Regions from separate parts of the Zea mays genome. Here region 2 is linked to region 1. Evidence: chromatin contacts called from public Hi-C data. All regions are on one chromosome and are shown on one strand. The core of a region is the stretch at or near the end of the contact, and the rest is flanking DNA. Distances in the headings are between cores, read along the strand shown.

Region 1 (2,700 bases), core at 69-2,568:
CCTTTTAAGCGGTCCGTTTATTCTAATATCCCTAAAACCTAAACCGCCGCCAGCCCACATAGCCCCGACTCAGCCCAACCTAAACCGCCGCCAGCCCACATAGCCAACCTAAACCTAAAGCACGTCCCTCCTCCTGCTCGCTCCTCCTGCCCGATCCGCCGCCTTCCCCCAGCCTGCCCACCGACACTCCTTCTTCCGTGCTGCTGCTCCTCCACCAGATCTGGCAATGGCAGCCCCCGACACACCTTCTTCGCGCGCGCCCAAGATCGGCAGGCAGGCGGCATCGATCTCCCGTGTTGCCTGCTCCGCCCGCGCGCCCCGGATCTGGCGAGCGGCATGACGGCGGGTCCCTCAACAGCGACGACGCCATGGCTGCGGCGTCCTCAACGGCAGCATCTCTACACGGCGACGACGCCATGGCTGCGGCGCCCTCAACGGCGACAAAGCAGCCGCTGCTGGACAGGGCCGAGGTTCGGGTAGGCGCCGGGTTCGTCGTCGCTGGCGGCGGCCGGTGTCCTCGCCGCGTTCTACACCTTGCTGCTCGTCCTTTCCCTAGTCAACAGAGGCGGCGGAGAGGGCGAGGCCCTGGAGGCGGTGTTCCTGGCGCTGCACTGTGCGGCGCACCTGGCCGCCGCGGCCGTCGTCGCGCACGAGAAGCGGGCTCGGGCCGGCACGGGCCACTAAATGGGCCATGCTATTTGGGCCGGCCCGGCACGGTCGGGCCTACACCGTGCCGTGCTCGGGAAGGGTTATGGGCCCGTCGGGCGGCACGGCACGACACGATTAAGTGGTCGGGCTTAACCGTGCCGGGCTCAAACGGGCCGGGCCAAGTCGGGCTCGGGCTGGGCCGGGCCGTGCCGCTCGTTTGGACATATATAGGGCCCGTTTGGATTGATGCCTAACTTGCCCCACTTTGCCTAACTTTTCTGCCTAAAGTTAGTTATTCAATTCGAGCGACCTTAGGCAAAGTGAGGCACAGTTAGCCACAAACCAAACATGCCCGATACGCCATAGATACGCCAGTGCGTAGCGCACCCGTTTCCTTACCATTGTACTAGACAGTCCTCACGCCAAACCGCAGGTACAGGCATTTCCCTAGTAAAGTACTAGTAAGATATGGTCCGGTCTATTGATATGATTATCCATAGAGGGAAGCGAGCGGCGAGCGTTACTGGTGCGTGGTGGCCCAAAGCTCTCCACTTCCGGCGCCCAAAAAGACAGCTAGATAGCTGATCGCACACACCTCGCACGCGCGAGACGCCCCCGGCCATCGTCGACGCAGTATAAATAGAACCTCCTCTCCTCTGCTTCCGGGCATCCTCCCTCCATCAGTTCTCGTCCTGTTCTTTGCTACGTACGGCTCTGTGCCTAGCTAGCAATAGCATAGCAATGAGGGCGCTTGGAACGGTTGCTTGGGCATGGCTGCTGCTCCTGCAGCAGCTCGCCGGGGCCTCTCATGTCGTCTACGAGAACCTTGAGGTGGAGGCGACGACAGCCGCCGTGCGGCCCTCCATTGTCGACCCCCTGCTGAGGACCGGGTACCATTTCCAGCCTCGCAAGAACTGGATCAATGGTAACTAAAACCTACTCGCTTGCTGACTTGGCCCACATCCAAAATTTTGAGCTGTCTCCCACTTTCTAGCAGTGCCATGGTAGCCTTTGTTAACTGAGGGAGTCGTCAAGTTGAGAACATGTCATGTCCAGTTACCAGTGTTTAGATCCGTAGCAAAATGGCCACTTTGTAGCTAAGTTGGTAGCCCTACTTTTTTTTGTTGGCTTTCCTTGTAGTTCTAGGCTTTATGCATGATACATTAGTAGGTATTGTCAAGGATTGGCTCTAACTGGCTTGTCTATTGACATCTTCCCTGGGCTGCTCTGCGCTGTGACCTGTGTGATTGCATCGGCCGCGAAACTTTGCAACGTCAGATCCCAACGGTACGTCGTTTTCCTTGCCAATAAATTTACATACTACTAGCTTTTTTATCGAATATTTGTCGTCCAATAGTTTATTTTTAACTAAACCGTGATAAATAAAAAATAACTGAGAACGGAGGGAGTGTATTTCTGTAAGAAAAAAAATTCTGATCATCTGTGGTCTATGCATATATATATACAGCTCCACTGTACTACAAGGGGTGGTACCATCTCTTCTACCAATACAACCCGAAGGGCGCGGTGTGGGGCAACATCGTGTGGGGCCACTCGGTGTCGCGAGACCTGATCAACTGGGTGGCCCTGCAACCGGCGATCGAGCCGAGCATCCCGTCCGACAGGTACGGGTGCTGGTCGGGGTCGGCGACGACGCTGGCCGACGGCACGCCGGCGATCATGTACACGGGCGTGAACCGGCCGGACGTGAACTACCAGGTGCAGAACGTGGCGTACCCGCGGAACAGGTCGGACCCGCTGCTGCGGGAGTGGGTGAAGCCGTCGCACAACCCCATCATCGTGCCCGGGGGCGGCATCAACGCGACGCAGTTCCGGGACCCGACCACGGCCTGGCGCGCCGCGGGAGACGGCCTCTGGCGCCTGCTCATCGGCAGCGTCACCGAGGCGCGCCACGGCGTGGCGTACGTGTACCGGAGCCGCGACTTCAGGCGCTGGACGCGGGCGCGGCGGCCGCTCCACTCGGCGGCCACGGGGATGTGGGAGTGCCCCGACTTCTACCCGGTCGGCGCGCCCGGCCGGCGCGCGGGCGTC
Region 2 (2,700 bases), core at 184-2,683, 120 kb before region 1:
CACTGCTGCCGCCACCGTCAACTCCTCCCCTCCTCGAGATCATAGCGTCAACATGAGCTATATTTAGTTTTCTTAAAATTGATAATATCTTGGCTAGTCGACCTTCATTTCTCTCATGATAGTTGGGCATATGCTATCCGAAAGAAACACCTTCCCCTTCTGTCCCAATTTATAATTTGTTTGACTTTATGTGCCAAATTTGACCGTCTCGTTATGGAAAAATAAAAAATTTAAAGCCGTATCTAAAGTATTATATACTAAACGATATCACAGTAAAAGTTAATAATAATTATGATTTTTAGTAAGACAAACATGTCAAACTTAAGGTAAAAAAGTTAAACGAATTATAAATTAAAATGGAGGAAATATGGTTTTTTAAATAGTCCCTTGGGTATTTTATTACCGCGAGGAGATAATTGGTCACGAGGTAAAGACACATTTGTAAGGCTCATCCCACCTACTTGCTTATGTGAAGATTCTACCTTGCCACTTTGATAGTTTCTGTGAGGTGCGTTTGGATTTCTTTATTTTTAAGAAATTGGAATTGTATTTAATAGTAGGTTATTTGGTTTGAAATTTGACTTTCCACCACTTTCTAAAGTTTAGATATAAGTCTATTCTAAATTCGTAGGACTAGTGGATGGAAATTGATTTTATATATCACTAGTCCATAATTCTATTTTGTAACTTATAACATGCTCTCTGGCTCGTCCTCTATAGTAGAAATATAATACATAAATATCTATCTACATAAATATATCTCTCGTTATGACCAGCAATAGTATATAAATATATTTTATATAAAACTATATTAGATCTATGCTTAAATTATGATTATTAAAATAGAATTCAATTCCAAGCATCGAATCTGTGCCTAAAGTTTTATTTATCAGCAGCTGGACATCGATTCTTCTATAATGCCTGATGGTGATGGATAAACCGAGGTAGGTTATGATGAAGCTTGTCAGCGCTAGAAATAGGCCAGCAAGAATGCCTTTTTAAACGGTGGTACAACTGATGGCTACAACGCTTGTTAAAAGAAATGGTTGTATCACCTTTGTTTTTGCAAAAAATTGTTGAAGTGTATCTCGTCATATGGGCACTTTAGATGCATTCTTTAGGAGCACTTATACCTTACGCTCAGTAGCAAGGTGGCTACTTCCATGTAGCGGAGAATTTCATTCTTTAATCTATGTACTATGTTGTTAATGTTTGAATACATATGAACTTTATAAAAAAAAACCCGACAAAAGTGAACCGATCGTGGTGGCAGCCAAGAGGGGGAAAAACACAGTGGAACCGGTCGAAGTTACATAGGCCCACTACGGGGTCCATGTAGAAACCTACAACAAACCAAGCCCAATCTCTCTAGAAAAGGCCTGCTAAGATGAAGCCCCATTCCATATCTCCACAGGTCTACAAATACACGCACATTTCTGCATCCTCTCCTCGCGTCCCTCTTCCCAACCCTAACCTTCTCTCCCCCACTCCGCCGCCGCATTGAGCACGGGGTCGCAAACCTCGCCTCCGGTCCTCCGCACACAGGGCAGCGACTCTGCGTGCGCACCTCCCGCCTCCGGTGGGCCGTCGCGCCGCACCCCGGCGGCTGCACTGCTCGCCGTGGGCGGGTAGCGGGAGCCAGCAGCCGCTGCTGCTCCACCTAGGCGGCCGCGCCGCTATGTTAGCGCTTGTGCCCCAAGCGAAGCGTTACCCATCCGCTTAGCGCGTGCGTCTAGTGCCGCATTTTGGAACCCGGAGCGATAGTACATGCAGTATTTCAATCTTGGTTTCTTGGTCACTGACCGTAACACTTTGCTTTGTATGCATGGCCCTTAAGATCGCCTCCCTTTTGCTATGTGGGAGCGTGTCGAGTCATAGCCATGCAAAATTAACGACGAGGTCCCAGAGAGTTTTTCTCTGGAACTTCCTCCCTTCCTGTTGCAGTTCTAGGTGTCTTCATCCGGGGCATCGAGTTCCCTGTAGTGTATGACCATTATGTGGCAGCTGTTTTCTGCAGCGCTTCTGTGAGCTCATCACTCGTGCGACTCTTTGCCAAATCAAATGGAGATGTCTAAGCTTTGGAAGGGAACATGTTTTAAAAAAAAAGAATTTGTGAATTGTTTCCTCGGATAGTTCTACCATAATTTCGAATTTCCATTAGTTCAGTCAAACTGCAGTACACAGTTTTACCATTAGTCTTAATTCTACTGATTGTCAATTTTCTTTTCAACTTTGACCTTTAAGATGTCTTGCTTCCAGTGGATCAATGTTCACTAATTCTGGTTTCTGTTAAGATTGCAACCTAATTCTGGGTTGCAGCACTATAAGGCTATGACTACTGCAATTTTAGAATAGGAGGTGGGGATGAGGAAGCTAATGGAGATAAACTTAGGTCCTGTTCTGTTTTCACGGATTGGGGATTGGAGCTTAGGAATGATTCTAGCCGGATTATTTTTCTAATTTATATAAATTAAATTTTCATGAGCTGGAACGCCCGGTTCGGGCCGTGTTCATGAACTTGTAGTCTCTGCTATGATGTCAAAAGGTCTACCGTTTTGTTTTCGCTCAGGTTCTGTTCAGGTCCTTTGAATTAAAATCTATTGTATGATCATAATTTAGGAATATCGATCAATTAAGATAATATGGTAGGATGGCGTATATATTTGTATATTGTTGTTGGCAGAGATAAAACTGCATCTG

The links. Hi-C and Micro-C count contacts between places; a contact is called where the count stands out from the background.
Region 2: a Hi-C map of ear shows a contact between it and region 1, with 1.9 times the contacts expected there. The contact joins the enhancer-like site here to the promoter of LOC100285169 in region 1. A contact is called at or near these places in 3 of 25 Hi-C or Micro-C datasets (ear, endosperm and tassel).

What each region holds. Positions count from the first base shown.
Region 1 is chr10:116,756,770-116,759,469 of Zm-B73-REFERENCE-NAM-5.0, reverse strand. It overlaps LOC100285169, which reads left to right and starts at 1,318. Exons shown (of 7, transcript NM_001372181.1): 1 at 1,318-1,573; 2 at 1,927-1,935; 3 at 2,117-2,700. The coding sequence starts at 1,390.
Region 2 is chr10:116,876,919-116,879,618 of Zm-B73-REFERENCE-NAM-5.0, reverse strand. No RefSeq gene overlaps it. Among protein-coding and RNA genes, the nearest start is that of LOC103641620, 7.5 kb to the left of the region's middle. Within about 2 kb of position 1,433, at least 20 of the 20 cell types and tissues checked have an H3K27ac peak or open chromatin away from gene starts, as enhancers often do. A contact at or near this core is called in ear, endosperm and tassel, where this site is marked.